Linked DNA regions of Mus musculus: region 1 is linked to region 2. A link is a contact called in public HiChIP or PLAC-seq data. All regions are on one chromosome and are shown on one strand. The core of a region is the stretch at or near the end of the contact, and the rest is flanking DNA. Distances in the headings are between cores, read along the strand shown. Region 1 holds the start of Hip1r (huntingtin interacting protein 1 related). Region 2 holds the start of Zcchc8 (zinc finger, CCHC domain containing 8).

The links. HiChIP or PLAC-seq counts read pairs in DNA pulled down with a chosen protein or histone mark.
Region 1: a FOXA1 HiChIP or PLAC-seq map of pancreatic cancer cells shows a contact between it and region 2. The contact joins the promoter of Hip1r here to the promoter of Zcchc8 in region 2. A contact is called at or near these places in 2 of 39 promoter capture datasets (neutrophils and pre-B cells), 1 of 115 datasets of contacts at active chromatin or transcription factors (pancreatic cancer cells) and 1 of 9 other capture datasets (adipose tissue).

Annotation. Positions count from the first base shown.
Region 1 is chr5:123,968,594-123,975,067 of GRCm38.p6, reverse strand. It overlaps Hip1r (huntingtin interacting protein 1 related), which reads right to left and starts at 1,440. Exons shown (of 32, transcript NM_145070.3): 1 at 1,213-1,440. The coding sequence starts at 1,305. Gm46922 (a long non-coding RNA gene) reads right to left here and starts at 1,200. Exons shown (of 3, transcript XR_001784954.1): 1 at 690-1,200; 2 at 350-399. It overlaps Ccdc62 (coiled-coil domain containing 62), which reads right to left. Exons shown (of 13, transcript NM_001134767.1): 13 at 5,173-6,474.
Region 2 is chr5:123,716,571-123,723,511 of GRCm38.p6, reverse strand. It overlaps Zcchc8 (zinc finger, CCHC domain containing 8), which reads left to right and starts at 2,468. Exons shown (of 14, transcript NM_027494.3): 1 at 2,468-2,789; 2 at 3,978-4,020; 3 at 6,454-6,528. The coding sequence starts at 2,582.

The sequences.
Region 1 (6,474 bases), core at 191-2,690, 250 kb before region 2:
TGTATTAATGACTTCACATCAAACGCCATGTTTGTTTTTTATGGTGGGGAATCCAGGCTGGACCAGATGGAGATCACACGGATAAATTAATCATTCGAAGCCAGGTTGGTACTGGCAACTTGGCATGCTCGCTCGGAGCCCTCCCGTCCTGAGGTTTTATCCTTATCCCTGTCCATCATAAGCACAAAGGTGAGAGGCCTCCCGTTTTGTTATTTCAAAACTGAAAGCTAGTGGAGACTGCTTGTGCTAACTTGTTTTGAAAGCAACCACAGAGAGTCCTTGCTCTCTGCTCTGACCAAGGGGGAAGGAACTCGCCAGTGGGGCACCCACAAATGCAAATGTCACCAACCTGCTTCAGATACAGGTGGGAGGAGTCTTTGGCTTCCTTTATTGCTAAAGCTTAAAAAAAAAAAAAAGCAGCCATTTCGGTCTGGGCTGACTTCGTAGTCAAATAAGTAGTGACACCCCTCCGCGCCCCGCACCCCCCCCCCCCCGCCAACCTCCATGAGTCCACCCAAGACTTAATTAAGAACAGGGCAGAGTTTGTAAAACAAAAAGGAGGGAAGCAGACGTGTTGGTGGTGGTCGTCTGGAAGCAGGAGGATGAGGATTTTTAAGGCTAGCGTGGGCTACATGAGACCCTGTCTTAAAAAAAAAAAAAAAAAAAAAAACCCAAAACCAAAGCAACACCTGCACAGTGGGTCCCCAGAAGCCATGCATGAATGAATGCGCATCAGGGCCATTATTCAATTTTCCACGCCACCTTCTCGGGTCGGGCCCTCTCCTGGGAGAGCGGCGCGTGGGAGCGCAGGAAAGGAGCCTGGGAAGTTTCCGTCTGTCAGGCGCCGGTGTTTAACGAGGGGGTGGCAGCCTATTTATAAGTGGGCCCCCGCGCGGGCAAACAAGTCTGGCGACCTACGTGAAACTTTTCACCCGAGCAGATAATAAGATACTGTGCGGCCGTGCGAACAGCTCGGCAGCGAGGGAAGCCGGGAGCTTCCCTGGAAAGGCGGCGGCGAGCAGAGGGCGCTCCGGGCCCCGCGCGGCCGTGCGCACCTGGGCCGCGTCCGCATCCCGGAGCCCAGCCCCGCTGTCGCGCGGCTTCCGGTCACCTGCGCCGCCCGGGGCCGCGGAGCCCGCAACCGTCCGCGCAGGGCCGAGCGCACCGAGGGCCGCCGCCGCCACCGCCCGCCCAGCCCGTGCCCGCGCTCGCCTGCGTCTTGTCGAACTGCTCGCGCTCGGCCTCTAGGCTGTGGCCCGGCCTGCGGCTCAGCACCCGCGCCGGCACATTCTTGATGCTGTTCATGCTGCCGCCGACCGTGTCCCGGCCCGGCTCCGCGCGAATGAGGCGTCACCGCCCGCCTCAAGCCTAGGCACACGGAGGCCGCGCGCCGCGCCGCACGGGGAGGAGCCGCAGCCCCTCCCGCCAGTCACTCCGGTTGTCCAACCGACGCCCCGCCCTCCCCGGCTCCGAACGCTCCGCCCCCCGCCCCCGCCGGGTCCCCGGGACTCCTGGCGTGCCCCGCCCACTGCATCCCTTGATCAACCCTAGGATGCCTAGTAGCCACCACTGTGGTCCCTTAGGACTCCCAGGACACCCTGCCATGCAACCCTCTGTCACCCAGTACGCCCTGCCCTGCACCCTTCCAGTCCCCGGGGACGCCCCATCCGGCACCCCTTCTGGTCCCCCGGGACTCCTTGAACCCCAAGACTCTGCATCCGCTTCGTTCCCGCGGGACTTCCTGGGAGTGTCCCTTGCACACCTGTCCTTGTCTCCTTGCACAATTCTAGCTCTCCAGGATTCCCCAACACACCAGTTCCCTAATTCTGACAGATCAGATGCAAGGACAAATACCCACTTAGCTTGGCTACATACCTTCTTACCATCTCCCCAAAGAAAGGAAAAATCACGTTGGGTCTTTCTCTACACCTGTAGGGGGAAAACTGGAACAAATAAGAGTCTTGTCTCCTTGAGTCTGGTCAGTAGCCACGCTGCAGGTTTCTTTGGTTTTTTTGTTGGGAGCCCAGCCATCTCTTCAAGTCTTTGCTTTTTGAGATGAAGTATCAACTCCCTGAGATAGGAAATGCTGTCATGAGTTAGACACCTGACCGTCTGTCTCCTAGGTCAGGTGACGCTCTCTGAGGACCCAGACGGACCCTTTCTTTCCCATTGCTCATTCCTTACTGTGTTGACATCCACTCAACATTTCAGAGTTGGACAAGGCTGTCTTTGCCACTAAGAGATTAGCCGTGCTTTATCTAATACCAATCAATGAAAAGCTCCTTTGCCAAAATATGAGGAGTAACAACAACAGCCGATACTTAAAACCTATTTGCCAGGTATGGGGCTAAACCCCTTATACCTATTATCTTGTCCCTAATCCTCAGCAAGTCACTAAATAGCCATGGTCAAAAAAAAAAAAAAAAACACACAACACAACAGATGAGCCGATTTGTTCTGTGCCAGCTGTTTCTCGGACTCTTTTTCTCACACGGGACAAAAACCAGTTATCCTGTGATTTCCATACAAAAGACCAGCCCCCACTGGGTATAGAACATCTACTACAGTGGCCTGTCATTATCAAAAGTTCCCATTCTTTTTCGTCAATAGAGGCTATTACTGCGCTGGGCGTGGTGTTCAGGCATCCAGTCAGCAGGACCCCATTCAATCTTAAAGTTTTGGTGGTATTTTTGCAGACCAAGAAAAAAAAAGGGGAAGGGCTTCGAGCCTAGGTTCACACTGTTGCAAAATGATGCCTTCAGGATATGGTCTCAGATCGGCCAGGTTTCCAGACAAGCACACTTGTAATGATACTGGAGTCCCTATGGCTATTACAATGTATCTGCGGGTGAGGTTTTGAGTAGCTGAAGGTCAAGGTGGCCTTGTGCTGACCAGCCTTCTGCTTTCCATACCTAGTAAAGCACCTGGTACATGACCTTGTTTTTTAAAAATGGGCTTGAGGGTCAACAAAATGGGAAAGTAAAGGTGCTTGCTGCCAAGCTTGAGGTCCTGAGTTCAATGTCCAGGACCCCCATGGGGGAAGGAGAGAAATGATCCCTGCATGTTGTCCTCTGACCTTTAATTCAAGCTGTGGTATGCACATGCACATATACACAAAATAAACACATCAATTTAATTAAAAACAAACAAACAAACAGGTGTGAGGGTAAGCATGGGACCATTAAATCCAGCATTTTTGAGGCAGGGGTGGCCTCTGTGTAAATGAGGCCAACCCAGTTTATATAGTGACTTAAAAAGAGTTGGCATATAAAATGAAGGTTTTGAAAGAATAAACCAGCCCCACAGAGTAGAGAACAGAGTGAAGACTTTACTGTTAATGTATGCTATTAGAAAAAGCATTTCCGGGGCACAAAGATGGAAACTCCACTGTCTTGTTTATTAAGGTTCACCTCCAGACATCTTTTTCTTTTTTTTTGGCCCAAAGATTTATTGATTATTATACATAAGTACACTGTAGCTGTCTTCTGACACAAGAAGAGGGCATCAGATCTCATTATGGGTGGTTGTGAGCCACCATGTGGTTGCTGGGATTTGAACTCAGGACCTTCAGAAGAACAGTCAGTGTTTCTTAACCTGCTGAGCCATCTCGCCAGCCCATCTCCAGACCTTTTGAGCAGAGGGGCCTGGTGGTTGACTGAATGTCACTAACTTGCTGCCATCCCCCTTTTAGTAAATTGTAATCGCTGTTTAATCATCCCCCAGGGGAATACAAATTAGACCCCAACTGGGCAAAGTTTTTTGGGGCTCACTGAAAATGACTGTGTGCTGCGGTAGCTACCACCTCGCTGACACACAGACAGGATGCACCCAGCCCCTCTGCAGTTCCGTCTTGCGCCATTCTGGATTTTCAAGTCTGCGCATGCATCATGCTCCTTCCAGAGCCTCAGGGACCTTGCACATGCTGTTACTATAGCTGGAATTCTCTTCCTGTCTGCCTGGTTGAGTGGCTGCTTACCTTGCAGCTAGCTCAGATGCTACTTCTCTAGGGAAGCTTCCCTGACTCCTCCACCCTGACCTATGTCTCAGTATCTCACCATTCTATTTCATAACACCAGTCTTCCACGTGACTACTTAAGATCTGTGTTCCCTCCCTACCAGAACGCAAGCAGGGCTTACTTACCCAGTTATCTCCCAGGGCCTCCAAAGCTACATGGTGTGCTCACAATGAATTTGTATGTGCGAGGGACCAGGGATGGAATCCAGGGCCTTGTGCATGCTGGGAAAGTCGTTCTAACCATGAGCTCTATTTCCAGTCCTCTTTCTACTTTGTTTTGAAGTCAGGTCTCACTAGAGTTGCTTGAGTTGGCACTGAACTCCCTCTGTACCCTAAGTTTGCCATCCTTGGGCCTGGCCCCCAGTAGGTAGGGTTACAGATCCTGTCTGTGTTTTAAGCGTTACCTGGAGGAGAACCCACAGGTCCTCCTTAACTGGGCTGACTCATGTGTGCTGCCACTTGATAGACTCCTCTGGAAGGCCACCCCATCTTAACCCTGGTGCATGTGTCTGGCATCTTGGTTGATTTTATTCATTTTGCTCTTCGGAACGTGAGGGTTACTGATTAGAATCCCGGAGGCTTAAGTGGTGGGCCTTCCTGCAAGGTGCAGGACCAAAATCACATCAACTGTCTTTTCTTTTGTTTTGTTTTTCCGAGTCAGGGTTTCTCTGTTCAGCCCTGGCTGTCCTGGAACTCACTCTGTAGACCAGGCTGGCCTCCCGAGTGCTGGGATTAAAGGTGTACGCCACCACCGCCCGGCTTCACATCAACTGTCTTAAGGGACAGGAAGCTACAGGCATGATTCTAGCAAGAGGCTTACAAATCAGGGACACAGGAGAAGCCATGGGTCACTGTTCAGAGTGTGACAAGGCTTCCACGGCGGGGCCTTCGCTCTTGGGCTCACACCACAGTCTCAGTTCTAAGCATTCTCTTGGCACTTTCTGGGTAAAGCTGTTTTAAGTGTTTATGTGTAATCTTGATTCAGAATTTCTTTTGGAGGGGGTGTTTCTATTTCTGTTTTAAAAGGTCTGTTCACAAGTTTTAAAAATACCCTGTATCGGTCTTTTCCAATGCTGAGATCATTTCTGGCAGGAGAATTACAGTATAATTCAGTCGCCTTCTGATATGTTGGTTTTAGAGATGATAACGACAGAGTGGAAATCCTAAAGGCTAGTTTATTGTGCAACTCTTTGCCACACTCAAGAAATTGCTCCAATATAAAAAAATGACATGTCGAGACAGAGAAGTTGATCATATTAAAATTTGCCTTTCTGAATTTCATGTTAATTCATAATAATCTCGTTGGATCAGAAGAGGTTTGTAAGGCTGGGCATGGTGACATACAGGTGGTAGACTCCTGTCATCCCAGCACCGGAGAAGCTGAGGCAGGGGGACCACAAGTTTGAGCCAGCCTGGAATATATAGGTGCTATAGATATTTCAAGCCTATGAAATGAAATTAAACTTAGCTATAAAACAGTGGATTTCCGATCCTGTTCTACCCTGCTTTTTCCAATGGAGCATGTAATTGGTGTTCCTGTTGGCAGGCGAGTGGAGGAGCAGCCATGAGCCCATCAGACAGAGTAGGAAAAGTTTACTATCTGGATTCTCAGTTTGGACCCTGGCCTCTCCAAGGGCATTCTGGGCGCCTCGCTTGGCTGGTTCAGGATCAGCTCTGCATTCTTAGTCTGGCTCAGTACAACCAGTCTGAAGAGAAACCAAGTATTTATAGAGTGTGCCAGCCTCACCCTCATTACAAACGTGAGCTCAACAGCCTCCCCCACCCCGCCCGCCCCACCATGAAAATCATCTGGGAAGAAAGCCTGAAGCCTCGAACAAAGGGACATTGACCCATACAATACAACCTTCATCGGCAGTGCTTAGGAGACAGTCACCTACCAGGCTGCGTTCAAGCTGCTTGTTAGCCTGGCAGTGCTGGCGCACGCCTTTGATCCCAGCCCTCAGGAGGCAGAAGCAAGCAGATTTCTGTGAGTTCGAGGCCAATTTTGTCTATAGAGCTAGTTCCAGGACAGCCAGAGCTACACAAAGACACCCTGTTTGGAAAAGCCAAAAAAGATGGATTAAATAAATAAATACCTTCCTTTGTTTTAGTTATGTATAGTAAAAGGAAACCAAATAAAATGTTTTTTATTGTTAAAAATATTTTTACTGAATGAAACTGGTCAATTATGGTAGTAAGGACAGAGGCAAATAGTATAATCTTCTTTTTAAAAAATAAAATTACAAGTAAAATAGAATTTTTTGTCTTCAATATTTTCTTTAAAATCCATATAAAACTTGATCTTCCAGCAAGCGCTGTCCTGTGTAAGTGAACTGTCTACTACAGAGCCAGGCAAGGTACAGCTGTCTCCTGAGGACAGACAGCCTTAACTGCACACCCACGGTAATAGTGTCCTGTTACAAACTTTGCACCACTTATCTCATGTCTACCACTACAGC
Region 2 (6,941 bases), core at 1,219-3,718:
TTTCATTTTCATTTTTCATTTTCATTTTTTTCCTTCTATCTCTTAAAGGGAAAAGTCAGGATGTTTGCTGTAGCTCAGGCACATCTCAAACACTGTCTCTGAAGATGGCCTTGAATTCCTGTTTCTAAATATGCCACCTGATCTCAGCCACAGGAGGAAAAGCAGAACAGCATTAGAACCAACCCATGCGGGGCTGGAGGGATGGCTCAGCGGTTAAGCACACTGACTGTTCTTCCAAAGGTCCTGAGCTCAAATCCCAGCAACCACATGGTGGCTCACAACCATCCATAATGGGATCTGACGCCCTCTTCTGGTGTGTCTGAAGACAGCTACAGTGCGCTTACATATAATAATAAATCTTAAAAAAAAAAAAAAGAAAGAAAGAAAAAAGAGCTAACCCATGGAACTTGGCCCACCGGTTAGCACACCACGATAGGTGTGCTGAGAACTACATGTTTTGAGGACTCCGTGGTGGTGTGGAGGTTTCACTCTGCTTGTTCCCCTCACAGTCATCTCATCCCTCATAATCTAAGAACTGTAGGAAAACTCTGAGGGGCTTCCAACCACTCATTGGGCAGTGTCATTGGCACTGTTGATGAGTGATGTTTTTCAAGCAATGCTGCTGAAACAGGTTCATGATTCAACCCCCACCCTCAGAAAGAACTCGGAGATGTAAATTGTTAGTATAAGTTAGGTTAAGATGTTTTTGCTAGGGACTGGAGAGATGACTCAGAAGTTAAGAGCACTGGCTGCTCTTCCAGTAGACCTGAGTTCAATTCATGCCACCCACATGGCAGCTCACAACTATCTGTAACTCCAGTTCTATGGGACCTGACACCCTCATCCAGCCATACATGAAGTGAAACACCAATGCGTATAAAATAAAAATAAAATACTAAAAAAAAAAAAAAAGTTTTTGCTTTGATATATAGGACTTTGGGGAACAATTTAATATCCAGACTGGTATACTTTTGAAAGTTGAACCAGGAATTTTTTTGAGGTCAGGGAACAAGAACAATGGTAGCTGAGCTAGTTCTTAGCTTATGTGGCTTTCTTGCTAAGGCTGGATGGGTCATCAAGTGATAATTACTTGTATCTATTTTTACCTTTATCTTCCTGATATAATTTGATAAAAAAAAATCAGTGAGTGGGTGTACAACTGAGGATTTAAAGTAGGAAGGTGGTGGTAGCTTAAGTCTTTAAACCCAGGACCTGGGAGGCAGAGGCTGGTGAGTTTGAGGACAGCCTGGTCTACAGAGCTAGTTCCAGGACAACCATGGGTACACAGAAGTTCCAGGTCAACCACGGGTACACAGAAAAACCTTGCCTCTGTGTGCATGCGTGCACACACACACAGACACCATACACACACACAAGCTTAGATTTCTGATTCTAAATACTCTTTTATAAGATTATTTTAAAAGATAAATAATTGATCTTTTCATTATAACTGCAAATTGTAGCCTGGTAGTACAAGAACTGGCTGAGAAAAAGTAGCTTGCTTGCTTACACTTAATCTATTATAATTTATTTAATTTTTTTTTTCACTTATAATACCTAAGACTTTCAATCTTGTAAAAGGTATGGTGTAACATGCTGGGTTTGGGGGGGGGGGTTGTTTGTTTTGTTTTTGGGGTTTTTTTTTTGCTTGTGTATTTATTATAATCATTCACTTACAAAATGTAGCCACATTGTAATCTTTGTACTACTTGGGAGATTTTGCTGGAAGATATAAGTTATGGGAGAAGTAATAAAGTTGTTGACGCTTGTTGAAGCCTTGCTTCACCGTGTGTGTGTGTGTGTGTGTGTGTGTGTGTGTGTGTGTGTGTGTGTGTTTGTGTCTGTCTGTCTGATTTACATTAATATCATCAACCCCTCCTTGGATCACTAAACGCGCTACAGGAGCTGGCCTCCAACAGAGACCATAACTAACCTGACATTATTTGTTACAGGTTATAATTTCCGGTGATTTTAACATGTGATGACGAAAATATCCATTCAAATCCAGCGGCATATGAAAGTAGAAACATAATAAAGGGTTTTCTGGTTTTTCTGTTTGTTTCGTCCCTGATAGGAGTTCATGAGAGTAGGCAGTGGAATAACTTCATTTTTCATTCATTTACAAATGAAACAAGCAAAATAAAGTGGCTTGTGTCTGAGAGCACATTTATCTACGGCAAAGGTAGAGTTCCTGTCTTCTCTTTTCGACGCTGGGGAACCGCACCACATTTTGTCAAAGCCATGTATCCGGCTTTGATTCCTTCAGCTTTAAACGCCTAACGGGGACAATCCATATTGTTTTAACTCATTCAGAACCGTTTTTTTAAAAAGAGCAATCCCAGTGTGCAACGCAAACAATGAGTCCCGTCGCTTAGAAACTACATATCCCAGAATGCCACGCTCTGTGGCCCATTCGGAAAGAGGCATGAGGGCGGCCTTGGCATTCTGGGAGTTGTAGTCTCCGTCCAGGACCCGCCCCTAGACGGCTTTGGAGGCCTGTGTGTGGAGAAAAGCCTCCAGGGAGAGCGGCTCTGGCCTCCAACCTTCGCCCCCTGCCCTCCAAGCTTTCCCACAGCCCAAGATGGCGGCCGGTGTGGATTTTGGCGACCTAGAGCTCTTCGAGGCGTTTGACCCACCAGAGGAGTCGACGCCGAAGCCCGTTCACACCCGGTTCAAGGACGACGAGGAGGAAGAGGACGACGACGACGACGAGAACGGGGTGGGCGATGCGGAGCTGCAGGAGCAGCTCCGGCGCTGCGAGGCCACCATCGAGCAGCTCCGCGCCGAGAATATCCTTCCGGCGCGATGGGCCGGGTGTCACTTGGCACTCGGGGTCTGGGTGGCGGCGGGCGGGGGACACGGCGGAATTTCCAAGAAGATTAGCATTCGAAGTCCTTCCTCCCGCGACCTGGCGGGCGGGCGGGAGTCTCGGTCCGGTTGCAGAAGCTGCATCCGCGGCCCGCGCGCGATCCCTTCCCCGCGAGCGTCCTCCAGTGCACACCACCCTGGCCCCCCAACTCAAAGCTGCTCTCAACTGTTGTGACACTGGAGACACTTCTCTCCCGGTCTTGGAGGTCACCGTGTTTTCTAACTTTGCGTGCCAAGCTCGAGAAGAGACGAGTCGTAGTGTAGTTGTGCGTTTGAAGGTGCGGGGCGTCGCAGCCGGGGAGTGGGATGATTTGTGGAGGGACGAAAGCTACGAGTGCCCACTGTGATGGAGAATCGGGGCGCGGGGGGGACGACCTTAAAGATTTAGCATGCGAAGAGACTTGCTAAATTGTCCAGATCGTTTTGATTTCTTGAGCTAACTTGCCTCCCGGTGCTCCGGGAAAAACGCGCCAAAATTCCCTTTGACTTTATTAACGTGATTATAACGTTTGTGGGTTTGCTAGTATGTTAATTTCCCGTTCTTAGGTAGTTTTGGTTCAGGTAACTTTCCTTTTGGAACTTAGCCTGAACCCTGAGCATGGTTGTTATGTCAACTTTTGAAGTTCAAGTCTGATTTTTTTTTCATGAAACCATTTTCCGTGACACACTTTATTATGAAAATTTATAAAATACTAGAGAGTTGAAAGGATTGTGTATTTCATATCCGTAGGGGTTCTCTCACATTCTTGCAAACATTTTGCTATATTAACTTTATCATTTATCTTTATGCTTTGACGTGGAAATTTTTCTTAATTGCTTCAACTTGTTCCGGGAACACCGCGGTCTAACTGAAATTTTTGGTTCATCTCTTAGACTGTTTCTGAACTCCAGGACCATGTCTTAGAATATATGTTCAAAGAGATGAAGACCTTATTTAATGTTCAGGTCCAGTTGTCCTGCCCTCGGCAAAACATGTACCCAGTGTTTTTCCTTCAAAGTACTGATTACGGGGCCTTCCTTTACATTTATGTCATTTGGATAACAAAAGTGAAAGTTTTAGTGGTTGGTTGTTATGTCCTGAGGACTGATATTCCTTAACCAGTAATAACATCAAGAACTTAAAAGAAAGTTGAACATTCTGACAAGACCCAGGTATGACATCTTGAAATTACACACGAGCTGCCTCTTGGCTCTCCTTCTCTAGTCACAGCATCCTTGTAGAAAAAGGAATTTTTGTATCATCCACAACTCAGAATCCAATGAAGAATTCAGTAACGGTTCTTTATTGTTGACTTAGGGGTATAAAGGAATTCTGGTAAGTGGGTTAAATGTCTAAACAGACTTAGTGGGTCTTTTTCCTCAATCCAGAAATTTTTGCTTGACAATTCAGAGAAGCAAGTTAGACCCAGCTGTTCATATTTAACACATTTCTGGTAAGATAAAATAAGTTTACAGTTATGTTAGCCGATGATTTCTTTACAGCTGTTATTATTACTGTTGTTATTATTGGTGGTGGTTGGTTGGTGGGATTTTGTTTTGGACAGGCAAGGGTGGGTTTACTGAGACAGTGTTTCTCATCTTGTAACCCAAACTAGCCTGGAATCCACTGTATGTTTACACTGGCCTTAACCTTATTGGTTTTTGTTTGTCTACCTTGAAAGTGCTGGGATAACAGGAGCAACCACACTAGCATTAAATATTTTTATTAATATTTGTAAAGTACGTATTAAATATTTTACAGTTACAGACAGTGCAGGTAGAGCATTTTTTGTTTTGTTGATACAGTCTTCTTGTAGCCTAAGCTGGTCTCTGGTTACAGTGTGGCTCAGGGTGACTTTGAACTCTTGGTCCTCCCGCCTCCCCTTCCCTAGTACTGGGATTACACCTAGGGCCAAGTCTGGCAAGGCACAGCACTTTAGAAGAAAAGGAAATATGCTTTTGAGAAAGTATCGAATGCAGGAGGCATGTATTCAGACATCTGCTTATAACAGTTACACTAATGCTGGCATCTCCATATGATAGGAATTTAACAAGTTACTAGATTAATTTTTTATTTATTTTGTTTTTTGAGTCAGGATTTTACTTTGTAGCCTTGAACTCCCAAGTCTTTGCATGAAACTCACTTTCAGTATACCAGGCTGGTCTCAAACCCAGCTGCCCTGGGTTTAATCTGAGTGCTGGGATTAAAACCACGTGCTACCACTGCAGCCTAGAGTACTTGCTAGTTTATGTAGAGCAGTTGCTCGTTTTTCCTTTCTTCCCATGTCCCTCCCCCCCCCCTCTTCCTTCCTTCCTTTTTTTCCAGCAGGGTCTGTGTAGTCCAGGCTGCTCTCAAACTCCTGGCATGCCTTCTGCCTTAACTTCCCAAGTGCTGGCGTTCCAGATAGGAGTCTTCTTGTCCAGTTGAAATATTTTTAGGCTTTGGAACTGGGAAGTTTTATTGTCTGTTCGTGTACTGGCTAGGCTGAGACCAGAATTTCAGGTAGGGTCTCTCGCAGTCCTGGAACTCACTGTGTAGCTCTGAGGATCTTGAACTTTTGATCCCGTGAGTCTTGGTATTGCTGGCGTGTGTGCAATCTGACCCTCAACTCAGCCACTTTGTCAGCTGGCCTTATATTGGCCTTATTCATGTAACCTGCTTTCTTATACTCTTCCCTAGTCTCCTAATTTATAAGGAAACTAGCCATTAGTTAGGGAAATTTTGTTAAAAACCAAAAGATTAATGGGGTGTGTATATGTGTGTGCGCGCGCATGCGCCTGCACATATGTGTAAAATTTTTGTTTAATGTTGGAGGTGATTTCTGGGCCAGACGTGGTGGTGCAGCCTGTTAATGACCACCTGGGAAACAGGCAGTAAGGTCTCGGGGACGTCAGAGCCAGGCTTTGTCTACACTGCGAATGTCAGGGCTACATAGTGAAACCCTGAAAAGAGACAGAAACAGAGACAGACAGACAGACAGTTTGTAGGGCTTGAGGAGACAGCTGACTGACTGAAGAGTTTGCTGTGAAGCCTGGGTTTATGATCCCTAGCACCCGTGTAAAATGGCGCCAAGATGGACGTCTGTAATCCCAGTGCTGCCGAGGCAGAGGGAAAGCCTGCAGATGGAGCAATGGCAGATTCAGTGAGAACCCTGTGTTAGGAAGCAGGCCGGTGAAGAGCGATAGAGTAAGGCGCATTGACTTTCCCTCTGGCCTCCCCATGTGCATGTGTGCATACACAGGCACTGAACACAGCAGAGATCCTACTAAAGACTGCAGACCGGTTTGCTTTGCTAGGGTTGGAAGCTGAGGCCCTTTCCTGGTCTGAGCGAACGCTGCACCACAGGCTGCATCTCAGCCCTCTTGGGCTTATTCGTAGAATATTATACGATCTTTAGTGCTTATGAGTTGCTAACGTTAGTGTGGTCGTGTAACCAGTGATCTCAGGACTGGGGAGGCAGAGGTAGAAGAGTCCCAAGCATGAGGCAAGCTAAGGCAATTAAGACTTTGTCTCAGTAAAGAGTAGTTGCAGCCACACTCAAGTGCTTATAAGAGCTATGTGTGTACTTTAATGCCTTCTAAGATTATGTTTAACTTCTGTTTTAGTGGTATACTGGTGAGCAATACTAAGATAGATGGACCGTTACTACAAATTCTATTTATGAACAATGCTATCTCAAAGTAAGTAGTTTTTCTGTTTCTTAAATATGAGTTCATGTGTTTTATGAAACTGAATTCTGTAAATATACTATTTGTATCATCTGTCTCTTTTTAAATGTATATGGTTGCTTTGCCTACAAGTATTTATGTGCATTGTATGTTTGCCTGGTGTTCCTGGAGGCCAGAAGAAGGCATCAGATCCCCTGAAACTAGCATTAGATATTTATTTGTACAAAGCTATTTGTGTGCTGGGAATTGAACCCCAGTCCTCTGATCACAGAGCCTGTCGCTAGCTCCTAGTTATTCTTTTTTTTTTATTACATTTTTAAAAAATTTTTATTAGATATTTTCTTCATTTACATTTCAAATGCTATCCCAAAAGTCCCTTATACCCTCCCCCGCCCTGCTCCCCTACCCAGCCATTTACATTTTTT